Linked DNA regions of Mus musculus: regions 2, 3, 4 and 5 are each linked to region 1. A link is a contact called in public HiChIP or PLAC-seq, Micro-C and promoter capture Hi-C data. All regions are on one chromosome and are shown on one strand. The core of a region is the stretch at or near the end of the contact, and the rest is flanking DNA. Distances in the headings are between cores, read along the strand shown.

Evidence for each region. Promoter capture Hi-C pulls out the DNA fragments that hold promoters and counts their contacts. Hi-C and Micro-C count contacts between places; a contact is called where the count stands out from the background. HiChIP or PLAC-seq counts read pairs in DNA pulled down with a chosen protein or histone mark. Capture Hi-C pulls out chosen DNA fragments and counts their contacts.
Region 2: a promoter capture Hi-C map of adipose tissue shows a contact between it and region 1. The contact joins the promoter of Ate1 here to the promoter of Htra1 in region 1. A contact is called at or near these places in 6 of 39 promoter capture datasets (the 3T3-L1 cell line, embryonic stem cells, hippocampal neurons and 2 more), 2 of 484 Hi-C or Micro-C datasets (both in embryonic stem cells), 4 of 115 datasets of contacts at active chromatin or transcription factors (bone marrow-derived macrophages, embryonic stem cells and epiblast stem cells) and 4 of 9 other capture datasets (adipose tissue, liver, macrophages and 1 more).
Region 3: an H3K4me3 HiChIP or PLAC-seq map of embryonic stem cells shows a contact between it and region 1, with 2.7 times the contacts expected there. The contact joins the promoter of Tacc2 here to the promoter of Htra1 in region 1. A contact is called at or near these places in 1 of 39 promoter capture datasets (neural stem cells), 2 of 115 datasets of contacts at active chromatin or transcription factors (embryonic stem cells and pancreatic cancer cells) and 1 of 9 other capture datasets (adipose tissue).
Region 4: a promoter capture Hi-C map of pre-B cells shows a contact between it and region 1, with 2.0 times the contacts expected there. The contact joins the promoter of 2310057M21Rik here to the promoter of Htra1 in region 1. A contact is called at or near these places in 3 of 39 promoter capture datasets (hippocampal neurons, pre-B cells and trophoblast stem cells) and 1 of 115 datasets of contacts at active chromatin or transcription factors (embryonic stem cells).
Region 5: a Micro-C map of embryonic stem cells shows a contact between it and region 1, with 3 times the contacts expected there. The contact joins the promoter of Nsmce4a here to the promoter of Htra1 in region 1. A contact is called at or near these places in 1 of 15 datasets of contacts at CTCF or cohesin (the NIH/3T3 cell line), 3 of 484 Hi-C or Micro-C datasets (all in embryonic stem cells), 2 of 115 datasets of contacts at active chromatin or transcription factors (bone marrow-derived macrophages and embryonic stem cells) and 2 of 9 other capture datasets (adipose tissue and liver).

The regions. Positions count from the first base shown.
Region 1 is chr7:130,934,883-130,937,582 of GRCm38.p6, forward strand. Htra1 (HtrA serine peptidase 1) reads left to right here and starts at 1,321. Exons shown (of 9, transcript NM_019564.3): 1 at 1,321-1,861. The coding sequence starts at 1,390.
Region 2 is chr7:130,518,201-130,520,900 of GRCm38.p6, forward strand. Ate1 (arginyltransferase 1) reads right to left here and starts at 1,380. Exons shown (of 12, transcript NM_013799.3): 1 at 1,156-1,380. The coding sequence starts at 1,261. Gm4275 (putative uncharacterized protein ZNRD1-AS1) reads left to right here and starts at 1,391. Exons shown (of 4, transcript XR_869987.2): 1 at 1,391-1,645.
Region 3 is chr7:130,576,181-130,578,880 of GRCm38.p6, forward strand. It overlaps Tacc2 (transforming, acidic coiled-coil containing protein 2), which reads left to right and starts at 1,258. Exons shown (of 22, transcript NM_001004468.3): 1 at 1,258-1,336. The coding sequence starts at 1,304.
Region 4 is chr7:131,361,367-131,364,066 of GRCm38.p6, forward strand. It overlaps 2310057M21Rik (RIKEN cDNA 2310057M21 gene), which reads right to left and starts at 1,360. Exons shown (of 6, transcript NM_026655.4): 1 at 1,142-1,360; 2 at 367-570. The coding sequence starts at 1,305.
Region 5 is chr7:130,546,105-130,548,804 of GRCm38.p6, forward strand. Nsmce4a (NSE4 homolog A, SMC5-SMC6 complex component) reads right to left here and starts at 1,277. Exons shown (of 11, transcript NM_001162855.1): 1 at 888-1,277. The coding sequence starts at 1,170.

The DNA of each region.
Region 1 (2,700 bases), core at 71-2,570:
CCATGTCAAGGTGTGCCTCTGAGAAATTATGCCATGCAACAGAACTGGTATAAAAGGGAGTTTACTGGCAGAAGGGAAGAGGAGAGAGCACAGGGGACAGAGGAGGACCAGTAGACATCTATGTTTCTGTAGTCTGAGGATTCCAGCCAGACACAAAAGTACTTCTCATATCAGAGACTGTGTGTGTGTGCATGTGCATATGCGTGGGTGTGTGTCTCTCTTACCCCTCTCTTACCCCTTGATGTGTGGGACTTGGACGAAGTTGAGGCTTACCTCGGGGACTGCTTTGAGGGGAGTTGTTTTAAGGAATTCTGCACAAGGGAACAACCCGGATGTAGATTAGCGCCCTATCAGCGACTCCTCCTTGAGTCAGGGTCAGCAGCACTCTGCCCACCACCCTGGGGTGTGTTATGGCGAGGTGCATGGGGAACTCAGGTGGGGACAGCACATACTTTAATTCTCTCATCTTCCAATACAAGATTTATGTGTTCTGTGTTGGCCAGGCACAGAGATCTGCCTCCGGGGTGACAGTTGCTCTTCCTGATGATTCTTAGACTCATCTCGGTCCCAAACGTCACTTAAATCCTCATGTGAGAGCTCAAAATAAAACATCTTGTTTTGGGACACCTTGATTTGCCCGAGCGCTGGGACTGCAGGCGCGGGCTGGGCGCTTCTGTGTGGTAACAACGCATTCCCTAACAGCTCAGGGTGAAAAAGTACAAACTGTACAAAGCCCGGTGGCCACGGCATGCTCCCGGTGGCCCTCCAAGTACCAAACCCAGATACCCGAGGCGTGCTATGGCATGCACTCCACCGAAAGCAACTTTAAAAGAGAAGCGTTAGGAAGGTTTACACTGTCATTCGCCAATGCTTTTTGCTTCTCTCACTTGAAACTAGGTCTGGGCACTGGGTTTCTGCCAGTCCTGCTGACGCTGCCTTCCCACGGCGGCGTCAAGTTCACAGCCACAGTCCCCCAAGCTGGGCACCGGTCCATTGCAGCTGTGGCCGGGGTCGATGTGACCGCCCTCCGCACTGGACGACCTGGGAACTTTCCAGGCGATTGCGCAGTGCTAGGCAGGTTTCCCTCTGTTAAGTGCCACTTTGGTCTTAAGGTCTTCAATCTCTGAGGAAAAAGAATCCTAGAATGAGAAACTGAGCCAGCCGGAGGGTGGAGTCGCGGCCCGCCCCGCCTCGTCCCCGCAGGCAGTCCCCGATCGGCCCCCCTCCCGGGAGCGGTGCCCGTCCCCCTGGCGCTTCGTCACCGCCGCTAGGCCAATGGGCTTAACCGTACGGCCGCGCACACTCGCACCCGCTGTCCCCAAGACCCCGACACACCGTCCCGAGCGCGGTTTTTCGGCTGTGGTCCAGCCCGTGGCCGTCGGAGTCGTCATGCAGTCCCTGCGTACCACGCTCCTGTCTTTGCTACTGCTGCTGCTAGCGGCTCCTTCCTTGGCGTTGCCGTCGGGGACCGGCCGCTCGGCCCCAGCTGCCACCGTCTGTCCCGAGCACTGCGATCCCACCCGCTGCGCCCCGCCGCCCACGGACTGCGAGGGTGGCCGCGTCCGCGACGCGTGCGGCTGCTGCGAGGTGTGCGGCGCGCTCGAGGGTGCAGCGTGCGGCCTGCAGGAGGGTCCCTGCGGCGAGGGGCTGCAATGCGTAGTGCCCTTCGGGGTGCCGGCCTCGGCCACAGTACGACGGCGCGCACAGGCCGGCCTGTGCGTGTGTGCCAGCAGCGAGCCGGTGTGTGGTAGCGACGCCAAGACCTACACCAACCTGTGCCAGCTGCGCGCCGCCAGCCGCCGCTCCGAGAAGCTTCGCCAGCCGCCGGTCATCGTCCTGCAGCGCGGCGCCTGCGGCCAAGGTACCCGCCCCGCCCTGCGCTGCACTCCTGGGTGGCTCCCCACTCTCGCCAACTCAGCCCGACCAGTCAGGACCGTCGGGAGGGGATGCGGAGGTGCAGAGAAGCACTGCGGGGTGTTCTAGGCATCCAGTTAGTGGGAGAGAGAGACGATGGGGCTCGGGGTAGCTGTGTTTCAAAGGCTCCCTCCGGCCCTATTTCTGCGCCAAGCATCGGGTCGTTTCGAGAAACGCCAAGCAGGTGCTTTGCGCGCTTTGGTCCAGCACCCCCTGGCCGGGGTGACTAGGCATCGCGCTGGGGAAAGCCGCGTATCATACCAGGGATCTTGGCAATGTTGAGATACATGGCTTTGGGATCGCAAGAACTCTTGTCGCCTTCCCTTCCTTCTCCCTTTCTGCTGAGTCCTCTCTTCTTGGAACTATCTAAGCAGTGTTTTTCTTATAGAACCTCTTCGTGAAAACTTTCACTTTGGGGAGAGGGAACATCTCTGCTCAACTCAGCAAGCATTTTTCTCACCCCGCCTCCTAAGCAGAAAACGATTTAGTAACTCCGGCCCTCTTCCTCCATTGATTTAAATCAACTTTACAAAAACGCCCACGATTTGGTCCTTTTTTGGTCCTTTGGTCCTTTTGCCTGAGTTCAACCAGGTAGTGGACCGTGAAATTTGAGGTAGAGGAGGGGCCCACTGGGGATGAAGAAAAAAATGCACCCTCTACCCTCTCTCTCCTTGTGGGACCTTTCTGTACCCACAAGAGCTGGACGTGGTGGTGGCGACAGGGTAAAGGGGCTTGGAGAACTGCCCAGCTCCCTGCAGGACCTTCCAGAGAAAAGCTTCGGTTAAA
Region 2 (2,700 bases), core at 130-2,629, 420 kb before region 1:
TAGGGGTAGTAAGGTCCTCCCTATTAAAATATGTTTCAGTCACATAATACTGGCAAATATTATAGTCAGAATATAAAAATTCTGAAAAAGAATAGTATCTCTATCACTCAAAGTGAGCCACTGTCATTTGATGTGCTTTCTTGGCCTTATTTGGGCTTTATTGGACCGTATTCCTCTCAGCTGTCACGTGTACTCGGCTGTCATCTGCATCCTGTTTATTTAACCCTATGCTCCAAGCGTTTTTTTCACTTAACTGGTCTTCGTAATCCGTGCATCTAACGATTGTATAACTGTCTACCCAAGGCCGCGGTTCACCTAATAATACACTTTCTCCTAATAAACACTTTTAATGCATCCATAAACCAAAATCCCGTGCACAGCCAAACCACTAAACTGTCTTTCAAAACGGGTAAATCTCTAACCTAAATTTATAGTCAAGTTACCTTGCTTCCACCTGCAGGATTATTCTAAACCATCCATCCTAGATTCTGTATTTGCCGATCATGACACGGCAGACAATAAGTACATATTCGGCTTACAAACAAATCTTCCGTAAGAAACCTGAATCCTAGCCCGGTGGTGATGCACACCTTTGATCCCAGACCCTCGGGAGGCAGGGGCAGGCGGATCTCTGAATTCCAGGCCAGCCTGGTCTACAGAGTGGATTCCAGGACAGCCAGAGCTACACAGAAAACGTTTGTCTCGAAAAGCCAGAAAAATAAAATAAAATAAAAAGAAAAGAAACCTAAAGCCTGAAGGAACACCGTTATTACGGTCTTCAAGATGGATTGGCACAATGACATGGTATAAATCCCTGATTTAAAAAAAAAGTCGAGCAGGTATTTTATCAAAATATCAAGCCGATCTCGGTTTCCAGTACGTTCTCCCAGACACTTTCTCCAAAATGACAGCGAACAGGTGTGCACGCACACGCCCCTCTACACATGCAGCAGGGGGCCTCGGCTGCCGCGGGGATGGATGCAGGGCGGCCGTCAGCTCCCAGGAGCCTCCCCATCTCCCTTCCCGTCTCCCAGAGCAGCCGCTGAGGGAGCAAGGGTGGAGGACACCCGGCTCTTCACGACGCTCCCCCAGGCTGCGGCCACCCAAGACCCTCACAGAGCCCGAAGCACACGCCCGCCGGCCGAGCTCGCTCACCATAGGAGCGACTGCCCAACTTGTTCTTGCAGTAGCCACACTGGAAGGAGGTCTGGCCCTCAAAATACTCTACAAGGCTAGGTGAAGGCGCGCTCCAAGAAGCCATGTCCGCGACCCCGCCGCCGCTGCGCCACCCAGTCCTACGCAGCCGCCGCTACCGCCGCCTTCGCCTCCACCACCCCACAATGCAACGCGCGCGCCTCCGAAGATCGCGCGAAGCCACTCGAGTGCTCCCGGGCTGGAAGGACCGGACGCCCTACGTCACTGACGCCGCCCGCGCCATGTTGACTGCGGGCAGCCGTCCGCTAGTTCCGTTCCTCCTCTGTGAGGGGCGGCTACCCCCTAGGGAGGGCGAGGGCGGGAAGACCGGGATGGAAAGGAAGCCGGCTGAGGAGAGACCAATGGGACCGGGAAGCTGGAGTCGGGTGACCAACGGCCTCAACCCGCGCGGCAGGCCTGCCAGGACGTAGCGAGAGCCTGGCTGAAGCCGGTAAAGGCGACCTGGACGGCGGGACACTCACCACACGACGTCTTGCCCTCCCTGGACTCGCAGTAGCCGCAGTAGTAGCCGGCCTTCAGGCCCTTGTATTCCACCACCGAGGCCATGGCCGCCGCTGTGGGCTTGAGGAGCGGCCACGCCTCTCAGCGCGGGGAACCTCGGGGAAGGGCCGAGAGCGCGGGGGTTGCCGGGTTCGCGGCTCTCCGCCGATCCCCGGTCAGGCCACTGGCCGCCAGCCTGGGTTGCAGGGGTGCGTCTCGGAACCCAGTGTTTAGTGGCCAGCAGGTTACTTGTCCAGTCAACAGCAGTCCTTGTCACTGACGCGATCTCTCAGCCCGCTTTACAGATAGGGAAACTGAGGCTCCAGGTTGGGATTCACCCGGTCATTTGCGCTCTGTAGTTGAAGGTTAACCTCGAGTTCTGCGCCTGACCACCTGTGAGGAACGAGGAGCCGGAGCTGGCTTGATAGAGAGGGATCTAGAATCCAAACAACTCTGCTAGAGCGGAATGTCCAATGACGAAGCGACACTTTCCTCTTTTAAAGGGAGTTTTAAATATCACTCAAAAAGAATTTTTAACTCTTCAGGCTGAACATTTACATAATCTGAATTCACTCCATGGGTCTCCAATTTGCAAAGAACGTGTTTTAGGGAATGAGGTTGTGAGGCAAAGTGTAAAAATAAAGGCATGCTCCTACCAAGATAATATTCCTTAGCTTTCTCCTCTGCGTACACAGATGTTTAAGTCTGTCTGGCATAATTTCCATAGTCGACAATATGGTGAATTCCTTTTTGCAGTGTCTAGAAAGTGCAATCAGGAAACTTTTTTTTTTAATTATGTTTGTGGGTGTTTAGCCTGCAAGTAGATATGTGTACAACCTTCATCCAATGCTGGAGGCATCCAGAAGGCATTGTAGACCCTGAAACCTTGACGGGCAGACAATTCTGAGCCACTCATGTAAGATTGAAAGGATGGAAAAATACAGCCTCAACTCCAGCCTCCTAAGAAGCCCTAAATACCACAAATTCCAGACCCTGCTCCCTGCC
Region 3 (2,700 bases), core at 8-2,507, 360 kb before region 1:
TGCTCACAATACTTATATTCTATTGGTCAATGATTGTTCGGTATGCATAGTCTGTACTGGTTACTCCAAGTTAGTTGAATGACTAAGCAAGCCAACAGGTTTTTTTTTTTTAATTTATTAGTTTCTATTTGTTTTTTTGTGTGTGGGGACACACACACACACACACACACACACACACACACCTGGAGATATACTCCTGCTATAGCTCATTCCCAGGAATGAGAGGACAGCGTTCAAGAATCCTCTTCACTACTTACTATCAAGGCTAAGAAGGACCCTCTTGTTTGGGGCTCCCACTCCAGGCTAGCTAGCCTGCCAGCTTCCTTCCAGTCCTCTACCTCTTACTATAGGATTGCTGAGATCACAACCGCATGCAACCCCAGCAGACTTTTTATATGGGTTCTGGGCCTTGAACTCTGGTCCTTCCCACTGTGTGTATCTGGTGTTCTCTAAGGCACCAGCTTTAAATTAGGATCGTTTAAAGTTTCTATGGTTTGGTTTCTCCATAAAGAAAGAAAGTGAGCATGCCAGGTCGATCCCTGAAATCTAGCAAGTGATGTCAGGCAAGGGGTAGTGCCTCTCTGATAATTGTTAGGGCACATTTAAGTTAGGAGGATTGTTAATATGTCACTGAATGCCCCTCGGCAGCTTCATATGGGAACTTGTTCCTAGCCTGGCTCCCAGATCGTCATTTCCATCAGCAAGGAGCCCACATACACAGAAGTGAAGGTAAGTCGATGAGACAAGTGTTCAGAGGGAAGAATGAGAAAACCACGTTGTTGGAGAGTAGTAGGTTCACACCTCCTAATGTTTGACAGCAGGCTGCACTCTCACCAGCAGCGAGAAAGAGAAAGCAGCCGCACTGAGTTTCCTAACTGAGTATAGTTGGAAACAGAAAACCCTCCTGGGAGCGCTGTACCCCAGGCTACTTGGCATTTGCGGTTGGGGTGGAGGGAGTTGTCATTCGTTTGTGTATGTGCATATGTGTGCACGCTGGCGCTAACTCAGCTTCAGGAACAAACTTGCCTTTCAGAAGCTGCAGCCAACCCTGGGCGGGGAGTGAAAACACCAGCCCGTATTGGGAAAGATGTCTGGATGGCATGTTGCAAAAGAAAGCCCTTCCAAAGTGATTTTCCATGATGTGGCTGAAGAGATAAACATTCGCTGTCTGCCTCTGAGTTTGGGGAGATGAGCAGAAGAGAAAACCTCGGCTCTCCTTCCCCTTTCCAGGTGTTTATGCCCTTTCGTTTTTTCTAGTCACTCTGACCAACATTGCGAGGGACGCTGGGCACCCTGAGTCACCATGGGCAACGAGAACAGCACCTCGGACCACCAGGTGGGTTCAGGAAACTCTCTCCCACCTCCTGCTGTGCAGGTCTCACACTAGCCCCCCAACATCTCATCTCGATCGATCGATCGAGCGAGCGAGCGAGAGGCAAGGGAGGACAAGTCCTCGGCCTGGACCCATGTGACATACTTGTACCTGTGGGGCCATTCCTTCCTTACATTTTCAGAATTCCTTTAGTACCTCAGCAGCCCTGCTTTGTGAGTCCTGAGCACTCCCTTGTATCCTGTGCTTTTAAAACTGCTATAATGAGAAACGAGCACATTCCCTCCAGATTTTACCTACTCAGCAACTTCCACAGATGAGGCAGAGATTGAAATGATTTGCAAATGTGTGAATGCAGAGCTGATTTAATGCAAATAGTTGTTTCAGACAAGTTTTTCACAGTTGAAGTGGACTTTTCACTTCCTTCATGTAAGTCTAGGTTAATAATACACATCCAAGCTTTGCCAGTATTTACTTTAAGTTTGAGGATATTAGCTTAGTGCCATGGGGGGCGGGGGGGGGACGACACTTTCCTGTTGTCTCACAGGCCGTGACATTTTTGGATTAATGGTATGGGCCTCTTTGATTGCAGAAGTTAGATTTAAGAAGCAGCCTGCAGCTAGGGAATACCTTAGTTGAAGTGTGTGCTCCCTGAGTGTGTGGGCCAGAACTCAGTCCTACAGAACCTACATACAATTGTACAGAAGCCAGGTACAGAGGGAAGCACTTTTAATCCCAGCACTGGCGAGGTGGAGACAGGAGCACCCAGGGGAAGTTTTAGCTTCAGTGAGAGACCCTGTCTCAAAGAACAAGGTGGACAGTACTGAGGAATGACATCCAGCATTAAGAGTGTCCTACACACAAGTGAGCCCACACACGCATGCACACACACATACACACAGGCACACTTAAAAAAAATGCATTCTCACTTCTTCTTTCCAATCAATTTGGGAAGATTTTTTTTCCTCAGGCAGGAAAATATTAATTCAAAAAGAAAAAAAAAAATAAAGTGGCAAAATCCAGCAATTTTGGGTGTCAGGCCAGAAGCAATTAACAGTGGGTATGAGACAATAGGGAGAGGTAAGGACTGTGGCAAATAGGTGGGTTCTAGCCTAATGAATGCAGCTATCACCCGACTCCATCAGATTGTGGTCCTAGGCAAAAGTGGCCCAGTACAGTAAGATTTTCCTATTTGTTCTAAAGAAGTCAGAAGCCTGTAATTTTCTACCAAGTCTTTAATGGTTTTTGGCATGCACTTTATTTATTGTCTGGGTGGAGGCCAAGGGACAGCTTACAGCCGTCAGTTCTATCCTACCGCGTGGGTCCTGGGGACCAAACACAGAGGCCACCAAACTAGTCAGCAGGGGCCT
Region 4 (2,700 bases), core at 110-2,609, 430 kb after region 1:
AGGAGCCTTCTAGAAGGGAAGAGAGTCAGTTTCAGAATGTCTAATGGTTGTTAAACAGATCCTGCTGAGATACGTGAGAACAAGAATGCTTACCTGGACTGCATTCTAATAAAGCTCTTCCACTAATTACCAGTGACCCGCCAACTCACTTCCAGTTAACTAGCCCGAAATCTCCATATTTTTAAGCTTGCTCATCAACCCTGCCGTTGGAAGGCTTAGTGGTCTAACCTATGTCTATTGGCATGTTTTTAACTTCTCTTCCCTAATGACTCCTGTCCTGTCAGTCTCAGAAAATCCACAAACATTACGAGCTGAGAATAAAGACACTGATTCATATGAACACTTTCATCTAGACAAGTCACAAACCTGTCATCCAGGACAGTGCAGGCAGTCTTGCCTCGACTGGTTCCACAATACTCCTCTCCTAAGTATACTTCCATGTTTCTTGCTGAACTCAGAACGCCAACCGAAAGGATTTCTTCACCCCCATTAGGGCCACAGTTCAGGTAAATGAAGCAGGGGTTTTCATCTCGGGGGCTCAGGCTGCTTTTCAGACTAACCGGATCCTGGCTGAGAAGAAAATTGAAAAAAAAAAATCACAGAGATAAGTTTTCCGAGTAGAAGCATAACCCATTAATCCTTTCAAACTCACCTCTACTTGCCATGAGAACCAAGAACCTTCCCCATCACCCACAGATACTTCTCACAGAATTAATAAGGAACAGAGGTTTGAGGCGTCAGGGCATTCATTCCCGTCCACTTTTCCTAGACCGTGGACAGCCTATTCAACTATCTAATTCATTCGCAGTCAATTAAAAGCGTTTACTGAATGTTAAAACAACCATGTGTCTTTTTCCAAGACGCCGTGGTTCTTGTTCCCCCCAAATAGAAGACTGGGGGCGTTCGCGGGTGGGGGGCGAGGAGGATTGTAACAGGAGGGCATCTTGAACACGAGTTTCCCGGCCTCTCCGGCCCAGCGCGCACCCTTTGCCCGCAGCCTCGCCCACCTCCAGGCACCACCGCTCTCCCCCATGCCGTCCCCGCGGCCTCGCTCGGCTCCCTCGCCCGTCTCGGCTCCCGTCCTCCTCCCGGCTCCTCAGCAGCGTGACTGTCACCCGACCCCGGCCCTGGCCCGGCGCACCTCGGAGCTGGCGGCTCCAGTAGCTGCTCGAAGTCCAAGTCTTGGGCACGTGGCCCAGTCCGGGTAAGAAAAAGGCTTTGGGTCAGCGCCCCGCACGCCGCATCCCAGGACGAGGTCAGCGTCGGGCCGCGGTCCAGTCCCGCGTCTTCGATCGCGGTCTCCATTCTGTCTCCTCCAACCCAGGCGGCGTCGGAACCTCTCTCGCAGAGCTTGCGTTTCCTTCAGTGCCCAGGGGAGGTGAAGGTTCAGCACAACTTCCGGTTCTTCCCCCGACCCCACCCCATCCCACTCCAACCCTTCCCATCCCGGGACCCAACCACCACACGTGCGCATGCGTGTTCGTCTCCCTTCCAGAAGTTGGTTTAAAATCTCCGCGGAAAAGAGCCAGGGGTTGGCTCGTGCGCGGAATTCCTCCGCTCCTGGGGCAGGTGCCGCGCGCATGCGCAGTGCTCTGCGCGCGGGAACCCAGGGGTTTATTTCCACGTTGGCAAAGCAGCGACGCTTTAGGGTGGGAGGTGGGGTGGCGCCTGGGCGGTGTCGGCACCCTGAGGGTGGTACCAAAGCAGATAGGTGCGGTCTCCTTGGCTCAAGCAGCCTGTAAAGCCAGCTCCCAATCCGAGGTCCTCGGAAGAGGACTCCGGGGACCCTTCCTGCGCCAGCCCGTGGAGTGAAGGCCATGCAGGCTGCTTTTGAAGCAGTGCGACCACGGCTGATCGCGTTGTTTCACTGCTCAGGTCACCTCCGTGGGCTGTAGAGTGGAGCGCGGCGCTTAGCATTGCAGAATAATGCTGAGTGGCCGAAGGCACTAAACACTGAACCCACTAAGACCCGGCTTCCGAGCCTCAGGAACCCGGTGGAGCGTGCTTGCACGTCCTAAATGACAGAATTCTCAAGGTTAAAAATGTCCAAGAGGCTCAAAGCTGCGACTTAAGGTTTCTCACTCATAACCTTGACAAAAACTGGCAATGGGCCTTGGTCCCTTCAGAAGTACATTGTACGGTCAAACTTTCTGTGGTGACAAGTGGGACTTGAAACTTTATACTCATTGGAAAGAAAGCTAGGTATCGGCTGTCGTTCCACCCCATACCCACCCCCATTATCTTCCTGAAGTGGGTTGTGTAGATAATTTAAACATCTATTGAGGCGAGGGGAGAAATTTGTTTACAGAAATGTGGAGTACCTGAATTTTAAAGTTGTGCTTGAGGCCTTATATATAATTTCTGGGGAAGTTTTGTTCAGCCATAACCTAGTTTTGTCCCAGAACTTTTTGTTCATCGCTCAGAAAAAACGTTTTGCTTTAATTTTCATTTTAGTCTGTATGTGTACCCCTGTTCAAAAAACGTGTTTATGTCATCAAGAAAAAGATGATTGAATTCTATAGACAGTCACCAGAGTGTATGTATAATGTGTTCATCAAGTTTGAAAGAGAAATCAGAGATTCAGTATAAACAAAATCTAGAAACAGTAACCTTTAATTCTAAAAGGCTCAATTTATATTTTTAAAAGAAATTCCCCACATTCTAAGTGGTCATCATTCTTGTTCTGTTTAGTATGGGGAG
Region 5 (2,700 bases), core at 27-2,526, 390 kb before region 1:
ATCTTTTACAGAAAGAGACAATGTTACTACTGTTCCAAGCAAATTGAACGTCTGTGTGTGCAGAAGGCCTGGGGTCAACCTTTGATGTCCTTCCCTCAGCGCACCATCACCTTTGCCTTTTGAGACAGGGTATCTATCTATCTATCTATCTATCTATCTATCTATCTATCTATAGAACTATCTATCTATCTATCTATCTATAGAACTAGCCAAGAAGGCTAGGTGAGCTGGCCAAAGAGACCCAGGGTCTCTGCTTCCCCTCGGCTGAGGATACAAGTTTACAGAACTACTTTTAGGAGACACTTTAGAGGGTTCTGGGGAATCTAATTAAGGTCGCAAGAGAAGCATCTGCCCATCTCCCCAGCCCTCAAAACTTGAACTCTTGACAGGAAACACTTGCTCCCCAAATGTGCAAAGGGATGACTCTTCGGCTTCCCAATACAAGGGCTCGATTAAGAAAGGATTGTCAACTTCTCAAGCAACAGGCTCATCTGGAGAGCCACACAACAAACGCTTGGGCCTGTACAGCATTTCTGATTCAGTGTATCCGAGCTGGGCAGGGAAATGTGCATTTTAGCAATCCCAAGGGACTCCATAGCTCAGGCGCCCACGAGGAGCAAGCTAGATTGAACAAAAATCTGGTGGTGTGTGCTTGTCTTCCCTACTGGCTAGCTGAGCTCAAGTCACCACCAGGTCTGGTCTCCCGCTTTTCCAGCCGGCCACACAGCACCTGCGCGGCCGCCGCCAAGGTCGCGTAGGCTGCACTTCGTAAACAAGCGAAAGCGCGCTGCCGCGAGCCTGCGCAGACCGGCCAGCGCCTGCACCTCCACCGCCCTCCCCAGCCATGGAACGCCACCGGCCCGCGCAGCCACAAAGCGCCACCTTACGTTGGACAGAGTTGATGAGAGCGCGGTACTGATGGCGGATCTGGCGGCACAGGCCCTGGTCGTACTCGGCCTCCAAGCAGGCCGGGTCCATCAGCTCGTCCCCAGAATCAGACAGATCGGAGTCCTCCAAGCTCGGACGCTCCGCTGCCTCCCTGCGCTCCGGCGCGGCGCCGCGGCGGGCCAGCGGGGACCGCGAGCGGGACCGGGAGCGGGTGCGATCCCGGTGCGGGTCGCGGCCCCGGCCCCGGCCCTCAGACCGGCGGCCGCTGCTGTCGCCAGACATCGCGCCAATTCGCCTTGCAACTTCGGAGCGGCGGAAGTTCGCGCCAGAAACTGAAACCCCCGGCTGGGCTCGAGCGCCGGCTCCAGGAGCAACGCAGCTCCCCGGCTGGCGCGTGAGCACACAGCGACACCTGTGGCCCGGAGGTCGCGGCGGCGTTGGCTGTGTCTGTGCCTCGCATTGGTTCTTAGTTACTCCACCCTGCAAGCAAGAGTCTTAGGACTTTAGATCTCTGATCCTAATGCCCACCCCACTTAGTCATGCATCTTCCCATTGTCTCTTTGGCTCCTCTGGCCTTGGGGAGGATACAACAAACAAAACAGGGTTCCTTGACTGTACCATAGTAAACTGTTAAGCCTCCTTCTAAATATCTGCACCACCACACGGCAGGTTCACAGCTGATTCTCTAACAACAGATACCCTATAACAGGTCTGAGGAAGATAATTATATGCAATGTGGTTTCAAAGATACATGTATACATATCATTCCATGTAATTGTGTGTGTGTGCACTGTACATAGATACGCATGCACAAGTGTGCATCTGCGGGTACAAACGGCAGGTTGGCTTCAGGGGTCTTCCTCTTTCAGTTCCACATTTTTTAGATTTGTTGTGTGTGTATATACATCCTTTATTTGCGTGCACACTGTGGACGAAATGTATGCAGTGCCCTCAGATGTCAAAATAGGACGTGCACACCTCCTCTGGAACCGGAGTTAAGAAGGGTTTGTGAGCTGCCCTGTGGATAACGGCGATGGAACCCTACTCCTATGAGAACTAGTGCTCTTAACCTCTAAACCATCTCTCCAGCCCACTCTCCACGTTCTTTACCATAAGGCATCTCTAGCTGAACCTGGAACTCGTCTTTTTGACAGGACTTAAATAGCCAGCAAGATCTAGGCATTTTCCTGTCTTCACTTCCAACGCACTAGGATTATGGATCCACACTGCCGTGTACAAGTTTGGTTGTTGTTTTTTGTTTGTTTGTTTTTTGAGACAAGGTTTCTCTGTGTAGCCCTGGCTGTCCTGGAACTCACTTTGTAGACCAGGCTGTCCTCAAACTCAGAAATCTGCCTGCCTCTGCCTCCCAAGTGCTGGGATTAAAGGCATGTGCCACCACCGCCCGCCCATGTACCAGTTTTTATGCCACCTTAGGAATCCTGAGGTAATCTACCCTCTGACACACACACTTCTCCTTCTTCCATCCCTCCCTCTCACATAGGATTTCATGTAACCCAGGCTGGCCTCAAACTGACCCTGTAGCTGAAGCTAATATTGAGTTCCTGATCCTCGTGAATCTAACTACCTCACAAAGGCTGAGAGGATTTTGAGACCAAGATCCAAAGCCTAGTGAGCTCACTGCTACTGAGATATCATTGCTTCTAGAGCCTCCAAAGAAAAAAGAACTAGGAAGCTATGCATAGACACCCTTACACGTATATAAGTGCATCTCTTCATATTTTATGTTGCTGGGTTAATTTAAAACACTAATTTGCATTGACATCACAGAAGAGTGTGTGGGGAAGAAGGGGT